Regions from separate parts of the Capsicum annuum genome. Here region 1 is linked to region 2. A link is a contact called in public Hi-C data. All regions are on one chromosome and are shown on one strand. Each heading gives the region's core, a stretch centred on a gene start, on an enhancer-like site or on the middle of the called end of the contact. The rest is flanking DNA. Distances are from core to core; before and after follow the strand shown.

The links. Hi-C and Micro-C count contacts between places; a contact is called where the count stands out from the background.
Region 1: a contact with region 2 is called in a Hi-C map of bud, with 2.6 times the contacts expected there. The contact joins the promoter of LOC107868011 here to the promoter of LOC107868012 in region 2. A contact is called at or near these places in 3 of 5 Hi-C or Micro-C datasets (bud, leaf and placenta).

The regions. Positions count from the first base shown.
Region 1 is chr4:38,342,713-38,347,618 of UCD10Xv1.1, forward strand. It overlaps LOC107868011, which reads left to right and starts at 3,455. Exons shown (of 3, transcript XM_016714548.2): 1 at 3,455-3,929. The coding sequence starts at 3,887.
Region 2 is chr4:38,061,832-38,066,751 of UCD10Xv1.1, forward strand. It overlaps LOC107868012 (ADP-ribosylation factor-like protein 8b), which reads right to left and starts at 1,632. Exons shown (of 6, transcript XM_016714549.2): 1 at 1,340-1,632. The coding sequence starts at 1,377.

The DNA of each region.
Region 1 (4,906 bases), core at 2,205-4,704, 280 kb after region 2:
TGGGTCTTTGAGTTATAATTTCATACCATTATTTTAAGCATTGTTATTATATTTTTTGTAATTATTCAGTGCTGAAGAGTTATGAACACTCGATACTTATGTGTTTTTATGTCTCTACTTTCAGGTAACAAGTCAGTCAGACCATGATTTTACATTTAGAATATCATATTCATGCTGAGCACTTACAAGTACAATATCATGTTATGTTAAACGACTAATAACACCAGTGTCATTCAATTAGGAGTAACACTTAGCACCGAGCGAGCTCAGGGATGATGACTCCCCCGTCAGTAGAGACATGAGTCATTAGTAGCAGTCCCTAAGTTCTAGACCTACGGTGCCACCGTAAATTATGAGGGGTCCCCCATCAGTAGAGGCATGACACCCTTGTTCTTTGGGACATCAGCCTTGTAGATTCATATCATCATTCATGTGTTGGTACCCCTGGCATGGTACCAGCACCCTTCGAATTGGGGTTTCAAGTTGGACCCTGATAGCTCAGATTAGGGTATGTCGGTTATAGCTAGCGCCCACAGTTTCAGTGTAGCATTCAACTAGATCAGTTCAGGCTTGTTTGTCCAAGTATACGGACTTCAGTTATCCAGTCATGTTATTATGGTAATTCAGTCACTCAGATTTATAAGTTATTTCAGTACATGCTTATGCTTGGTCTTGCATCCTCAGTTTTACTTGTTCATGCATCTATGTTCAGTTACTATATGTATTTCAGTTGGTCCTTATCTCACATACCAGTAAATTTAAAGTACTGATCGTATACTCTTCTCTTGTGTTATATTGTCGTATAACATAAGTTCAGACGCTTAGTTTTCCGACCATTCATAGATCGTCCAGCATCACCCAACAGCAGTAGTGGTGAGTCCTCCTCTATCAAGGACATGATATGCTTTACAGTTATTTTAGTATTTCTTTATGCTCAGTCAGTTGGAGTTAGTTGGGGATTTGTCCCATCAACTCATTATGATTCTTAGAGGCTTTCAGACAGTCAGTCAGTTTTTAGTTCTATCAGTTATTTTAGACGGATAGGCTAGTTTTCAATGTTTATCAGATACTTTAGATATGTCTTTTATATATTTCAGTACTCAGATTGATAGTACCTTATTGGTTTATTTTCCGCACATGTTATGTTACTATTATTTCATTCAGTGCTCACAACAGGTATCAATTCGTGTGTTAGCTTGGGGTCACTTGTGGCCTTAAGCACTGTGCCACGACTAGGGGGTAGCCTCGGGTCGTGACAAGTCCATAACAAAAATGGCTATTGATTTTTTTACGCATAAAAAATCTTTAAACCCAAATTTTGATTTTCAAAAAAGTTAAGGGTTGTAATTTTATTATTGATTTCATTGTCGTCACCCACCATTATTAAATATTCATAATTGTTTGTTAATTTAACGGTTGTCATACATTAGCTTGGATTCGTTGTCACGTCTTAAAATCCAGAATCTATAAGCTTGAAATTCTAGTTCCACCTCTAAACTTAACATAATAAAATATGTGTGTACAACTATAGTCATATAAGAGAAAAAAAATAAAAGAAAGTCATTTCTCTTTCTCAACATTCTAATTTGCCTTATCTATCATTCTATTTTTGCCGTCATTATGTTTCTAAAATATAATTTTAAGAAAAAAGAGAAAAAATATTTTTTAAGTTCATCAATAGAGCACATACATGAATAACAGAGAAGAAGAGGATTGAAAATTAAATAGATAAAATTATCATAGTTATAAGTTTATTATAAGACTCCATATCATTTTGTTCTGAATTTGCTTGATTTTCTCTCCCTTTGTATCTTTTTCACCTTCTTCTTGATTCCTACAAGAGCAAATAAAGAATATACTTATACTAAATTATTAGTTACTCTAAAAAACTTACGTAAAATTTTCATCCTTAAGCACCTAAAACAAGATATTGTAACTTTTATGTAACCAAAATTAATGTAAAGAAATTAAAAGAATATTCATACAACTTAAATGATCATTATTTGATTGGTAATTTAGCACTTTGCTTTTGTTGGTCTTGAATTTATCTAATGCAATTTAATTTTAAAAATCAGCCAACGCTAGCTCTTGAAAAATAAATAAAACCATAAAATTCAAATAAGAGGAGTATAATCTAAAAAATTAAAAGAAATATCCCTATTCATAAATTCTTTACGACTTAGTCAATTATAGTTCTTCACGTGAAAGAAATCGTATAATGCGATGATTAACATGTTCTTCCTCACCCTTATGTATGCTACTGTAATGAAGAAGAGGTAAAATAACCTTGAATGAAAATTTTCATGAAACAAAACATGAATTTATATAAGCAAAGCGGAGGAATACCATAAGGTATTCATAAATTTATAAATTAAATTTTGAGAATTATGAACATTAAAAAATAAGAGTTATGAATATTATTAATAGCATAATAATAGAAAATATAATGAACATGGATGAATATTTTTTGTAACTCATAATTATATATAATAAATATAATTTATTTATTTTAATTATTAAACAAATTATTCAATAAAAAGAATGAAGGAAAAAAATTTAAGGAAAAAAAATATAAATGGAGACCATAGAGAGATGCCACATAGGCATCTTTGTAACCCCCATTATACACATATATATATATATGATAAGAAGTAATTTTCATACTTAGAAATCTTTTATCGGTACTTAAACTTTCTATGCTTGTTGAAGTTATTTTCTTAGACGGTCATTCATGTTTTCAGAGTTGCATACAAAAAATATTTTTGATTTGCTAGGACAATTATTTCACTGAACTATCAATTTTTTTCTAAAAAAAATACTAACTACCTCCAAAGTTTCTTTCTCTTCTGTTTCGCATGTCATATCAGTAAATCATCATTTTCTTTTTATAATAAACCTATTAACTCATCAAATTTATTTAATCAAAATTATAATTTTATATTTCTTTAGAAAAGCTTATATTAATTTATTAAGAAGAAATTCTCATACTTAGGTACTTACCTTTTTTTATTTAGAGTTACTTTCCTGTGTGGTCATTCATGTTTTTTTATATATAATTGTCTAAATAATAGCACTAAATTAAATAAGTTATCTAAAAATTTTAATTAGCATATAAATAATATGATAAAATTTAAGTATGATAAAAAAATTCTAAGCATGAAAATTAACTAGTGCATTTTTTTTTTGAAGAAAAAGAATAAATTCATAATTTTGATTAAATGATTTTGATAAATTAAATAGATTTAGTATTTAAACAAAAAAAAATTAATGATATGATATGCCAATTAAGAGAGAAAATAATTTTTAGAATATAAAATAACTTTTTTAGAAAACTAATACTAATTGAATGATATTGGGGTAAGCATTAATATTTGAGCATAATTGATATTTAGAAGAAATTCTCAAAATTTTAGTTGCGATTCACTCTTAATATAAAATAGGTTCGGTTGGAGTATCATTGCACCACTTCCCCTTCTCGGCAAAGTCAAACGACCATTAAACACAACGAATATTGTTCTATTTAGGAAACTTTTTTTTTCTGGTCACTGTAAAATTTTGCTGTACAGATGGGGACCGACAGAGGAACTTTGGTCTGATGTTTCATCAATCATTATCATTATTAATTAAAGTCTTCATGAACATTAGTTCAAGATCCAACACCTAACTTTTACTCTATTCTCCTTTTCTCTAATTCCCTGTACCCAAAAGTGGGTTCTTTTGAACTCCTATATCTGATTTAGTGATATTGATATACAGAAATGAAATGCCCAAAATGGGTTCTTGAGTACTTGTATAGTAGTAACTGGTTTTGTGAAAATTCATATACACAGAATTATTATGATTAGTTTTAACAATTGTTTTTTGAGTTGACACACCATTTTACCATATGTCGAGAGATTTTCTTCAATCCACTTCAAGGTTATGTTCTGGTAAGCTTTTTTCCTTTCTTCTTTTCTTTTCGATTTTCTATAGAACTCTTAACAATTACAAGGTGGGGAATCGAACCTCACAATTCACAAGCAAGCTGAAAGTTCAGATAACTAATCAACTCAATACTAAGATGTCCATCTTTTTCCCTTCTAATTTCACTCCCTTTTTTTAGAGACCAATAATAATATGCGTTAAATGCTCTACTAATATTTCTGGAATTTGTTTGGTTCATGTTTTTAGAGGTTGGTTACCCAATGGTGCAAATTGTGGATCTTGAGCTGTTTTCAGATTAAGGATAGTTGTTATAGGGATCAAATTTGTGTAATTTAGATTATAATCTTGATTTAACATAATCTTTACCAAAATAAAAAGGACAGAAAAATTGGTTAGTGTAATTTTTGAGAGATGATTTTAGTCCAATCTATAGAATTTGGGGTTGATTTGGGTAATTTTCTCATTTGGTTGTAGTTTGCTTGGACCAAAGCTATGACTACAACAATAACATACCCAACGTAATTCCACGAGTGGGGTCTGGTGTGGGTAGTATGTATGTGGCCTTACCCCTGCCTGCCTCAGGAAGGTAAGTAGAGGTTGTTTCCATTGATCCTTGGCTCAAGTAAAGCAATACAAAGACCAATCATGTAAACCAAGTACAATAGTGAACAATCCATAATGAAACAAAGGAGAACAACAGTAACAACAATAAATAATATGATAATCAAAACCAAGGAAATAATAAAATCAAAGAATAAGATAATAGGAGGGTAATAAAACTATATTGATACAGTACTAGGCAACCCTCGAGTACCTACCAATCTTCTATCCCAATCTGCGATCTCCAAATCTTCCTATCTAGTGTCACGTCTTACCTTTCTCCAATCTTTGTCGACCTACCTCTACCTCTCCTTGTTCCCACTATGGCCAACCTCTGACATCTCTTCACTTGGATCAAAGTTGCTCGAAATTTATAAACTTG
Region 2 (4,920 bases), core at 382-2,881:
AATTAGGAGATATCATGTGGAGAACTTGAGGAATAAATATTGATCAAAAGGAGAAACCTAGAAGGTGTCAAGGAGATAAAAGGAACAGGAGCGGCATAGTAATTTCCATAAACAAGGTATTCAATTTGCTTCAAAGTACCAAAAGTTGATCACTCCTTTTCACTGAATCAGTCCGGAATTTTCTCTCAATTTTGGTCAAAGTATCCAAAATTTGTTGACCAGATTAGGTACGATCCTACACCCCACACCCACACCTATACCCATATCATGTCGACAAGAGTACGTCACCAAAAATAAGAGTCCGAGTAACTTATCATTTAATTATTTAGGTGTCCATAGAGTCAATAAAATATTAATGGTAATTGCGTTGAGTTATATGTATCATCTCATTTACATTCCCGAAACAAAAAGGGAAAATACAAGTACTAGCAAATCATAAATTAATATTCAACTCACAAAAGTCCAAATTTATGAGCTCACAAAGGGTGTTTCTTTTAATAACATGGTATCAAGATCAACTTGCATGCATTTGAAAGATGTGTAGCGGTGAAGTCAAGAGATTCTGGAATCTCTCTTTCCTGTGCCATCAAGAATAGAAATAGCCAGCAAGGTTTCCTTCCTTATTATACACGCGTGCAAGGGATTATGTTTCCCCAGCAAGAACCACACATGCAAGTTTCCCTGCACGTGGCTCATCCGTGCTTTCCTAGGCGCTGCTTGTGCCTCAACATGGAAGAAGGGGGCAGAACTGCATACTTTCATGTTCAGAGCATTGTTCGAGTGAGTAGGCATCACCTATCAACCAAAGCTTTCTAGAAGAGGCAGGGCAGGTTGCTCCCAGCTCCATCTCGACCGGCATCATGGAGCTTTCCTCTCTTTCAAGGACAGCAGCTAGTTTAAGTTCAATGTCGCCGGATTTCTAAGCACTAGTCTTTCCTTCTCACCTGCTTGGAGGCCGGGGTTAGAAGGACCGAGATTGATCTCAGATTGGGATCTATCGAATTTGCAACCCGCCTAAATAAAAGTCAAATCCTTATTGTAGGGGACTAGAGCTCGCTGGCTAAGCCGCATTTTCTGCTTTCCATGCATTTGGCATTTGTCCTGAAAAGCCCTTAGTTGCTGGTCGAAGGTTTAAACCAATAGAAATTCTAGCTATCATATAAGTGTTAGACCTAAGCCCTACCAACACATATACCAAATAAAGGAATCGGCTAACATTTTTACTAAGTTTTTACATTACAAAATCCATCTCAGTTATATTACTCAATTTCAAACTAATTAATCAAGATTGGCCATATAATAAATCCTTGATGAAAAAAAACGTAAAAATGTTACATACCTTCGAAGCCAATTGAGCAATGCTTCCCAAAGACCCATGGAGATCTGTATAATGTTCAGTATAGTTGAGAGAGTTATATATCTCTCGCTCTCCTACACATACACACAAAAACAATTAATAATAATTATAATGATGTTTTTGTCTAGGTTCAAATTTGAACCATTTGGGAAATTTCGTTTACGTTGTGGCTGTTTATGGTATTTTGCGAAACGTATCGGTGATATGGAATCTGATTATTTATGATGGAAAGATAAAGTTGGAGTGACCGATTTGCCCTTATATTAATCTCGGTTTTACTGAATAGACCTCGGGATTCTCAGGTGCATTTAGCTGTATGCCAATTAGGCATGGGTCGTTTGGTAGGAATATAGGTAATATGGATTAACAATGTAGGGATTAGTAATGCAGAGGTTGGTTATTCAGGAATTATTTTTTATAAGTGTTTGATTCATTGTATTAAAAATAAAACATATCATGGATTGTGTTTGATTTAAAATTCTATAAAAATTTTCTTTACATTTATATCCTTAAATTTTTATGGGATTTTCTGTTACATTAAATTAGTCAAGTTAAAAACTAAAATATTAACAAAATTTGTTACTAATTTTCAGGTATGATATGCCACTACGAAAATCCTTAATAGCATGGTGTACTTTCAATATTTATTTTATTGGTTAAATATGCCTTAAATTATAGATTTAAGGCTACATAAATGTTTAAATACCTAAAACTTATTTTAAGAAAATAAATATTCCAGTCACCAATCCATGAACTAAATTTTTTTAATTTAAAAAGCCCCCTTCCCCCCATCAAGAAAAATTCAACCCAATAAATAAAGCAAATCAAATATGTTAAAAAAAAAAAAGCAAACATTAATTATGAAATCATCAAATTACAATGAATCGAATTTGAAAAATTAACTAGGATATTTATAACTAACTCAATATAATTAAAGGGGACATCAAATTATAAAAGAAATTTAGAAAAAGAAATTGAGGGATAATTCGGTCATTTAGGGGTCTTATCCATGAATTATTAAACCTTGGATAAGTTATCCCTCCACTTACTATGGATAAAATAATACGACATATGTTGTATAAGCAATCCACGTATTAAGTTAAAAGAAGTAACCAAACAATATATTGAATGAGACTAAATTTAATCCAAGGATTATTCTACTTAATACGGCCTACCAAACGGGTCCTTAGTGTCGGAAACAATGCAGCTAGCTATTGGCTAATACTTGTGTATGTTTGATTGGACGATCCTCTCAAGATAGTAAATAAATTGATAATTTATAATATCACTTTTATAATTAATTGATTATGAGTCATCTAAATATTAAAAAATAAACTTTCTTTGTTTCAATTTATTTGACATATTTTTTTAAAAAATTTATTTCAAAAAGAATGTTTTTAATTTTAACTTGCCACATACATGTTCAGATGCACGACATGAACAAGCATTTTACTATTTTAGATATACCTTTAATTTAAAATCATATGATTCAAAAATATCATTTTTTTTTAAACTTCGTACTAAGTCAAAATAAGCCAAATAAATAAAATAAAGGGACAAGTAACTAACAACAAGAACAATATAGTCACACAAATGGTCAAGTTTCTCTAAATTCTTTAAATTGAGCAAGTAGAATAATGAATCCTGAGTCCTATACTTTTTTTTCAAAACCCTAGGCGGCGCATGCAAAAATCATCCAATCTTTCAATACTTTTTCGATCAAAATGGCCACTTCATCCGATGGGAATACCCCATCAGAGGATTCTTCGAAACATATTATGGAAGGGGAACCTAAGGATAAAGTTACTGGTCCAAAATATGCTGACTTATTGAAACCTAAACCTTATATGTATGAGAATGATAAGGTCAATCCTAAACCGGTGGTAATGCTGCATGGTGAACCAAGCATCACATGGAAAGCTTCTGAGGTTCAGAACATGATACTTCAAGAGAATCTTCAGTATGCAATTGTGGAAAAATTCTCAGATGATAAACCTAATGTTAATGAGCTACGGAAAGCAATCCCACAACAATACGGAATTAAGGGAGATTGCATAATAGGAGTACTTGATACAAGACACATCTTGATACGTTTGAATCAGATGGAGGATTATGTGAGATTGTTATCAACCACTGTATATTATATTAAAGTGAAGGAAAAGTTGTGGCAGATGAAGACACTCAAGTGGGATCCTTGGTTTGAATCAGATGTTGAAACCACTATAGGAGTTGCATGGATATCATTACTGTATCTACCACCAATTTTTTTTGCAAAGGAGGCTATTTTCTCTATTGCTTCTGTAGTAGGTAAGCCTTTAATTGTAGATATGGCTACAAAAAATCATACAAGACTAAGCTGTGCTAGAATCAAGGTAGAAGTGGATCTTATAGCAAAATTGCCTCATAGGGTTAAGATTAATGAGGAAGATGATAGTACTGGAACTATAAAGTCAAAATAGATACGCATACAGTATGATCATAAACCAAAATACTGTAAAGTGTGTTGCTTAAAAAGACATGATGAGGGTACATAATGGAATGAGCATTCAGAATTATTTGAGGAGGAAAAAACAAACAAAGAAGATAAAGGTGAAGAGAAGGAGGAAGGAAACAAGGAAGAATCAAAGCAGGAAGATGTAGTAGTTGAAAGAATGAAAGTCAATCCTTATCAATGGTTGCAAAGAAGAAACAAGTATAGAAAGGACAAGTATGGTCATATTTTGGGAAAGGAACTAGACAAGGAGGCAGAAATTCAAACATCAAATGTTTTTGATACTTTGAAACAAGGTGAAGCAGAGGAACACAACAGTACCAGCAAGAGACAGAGGCCGGAAAGCACAAAAAATTAGGTTACTAAAAGTTTTGAAAAGTCAGGAAAAGATTTAGAAGAAGAGAACCAAATTAGCAACAAGGGGGATGAAGATCAATATCAGGTGAATGGTGTGGACAGTGGTAATAAGCAAAGGGAATCACAGTTACAAGAAGCAAAAACATCAGAAGATACACCACAAAAAGAGCAGAAGCATCGGGTTACACAAGTTCCACAAGATAAGGTAAAGCACCAAAATGATGTAAAGAAGTAGATGGTCATAATGGAGGACAAAGAGAGAAAGGATTAAGAAGTGTTGAAAGATATTGTGCCATTGGCAATTAAAGTAGGGAACATGATAGAGGGAGTGAATAACAAGAAAGCTAACTTGGATGATGAAGATATGGGATATAGTATTAAAAATACAACAATTAAAGAAAATTTATCCCCAAAACAGATTAACGCTCTAATGACAAAGCAGGAAAAACATAACAAAAAAGAAAGGAATAAAGCTGGTACAACTGTAGCAAGCTTAATAAGGACAAGGAGTACTATTGACAAATCTATGTCTAAATAAATGCATTGATTTGTAATATTAGATATGTTAATACTCAGAAAGCTTTTACAAGGTTGATAACAATGCATAAGAAGTTTCAGTTTGGGTTCATAGGTCTTATGGAGCCATTTCAAGAGAGTCATTGTATAGAAGAGTATAAAAGAAGGCTTAGAATACAACATGCTATATCTAATACTT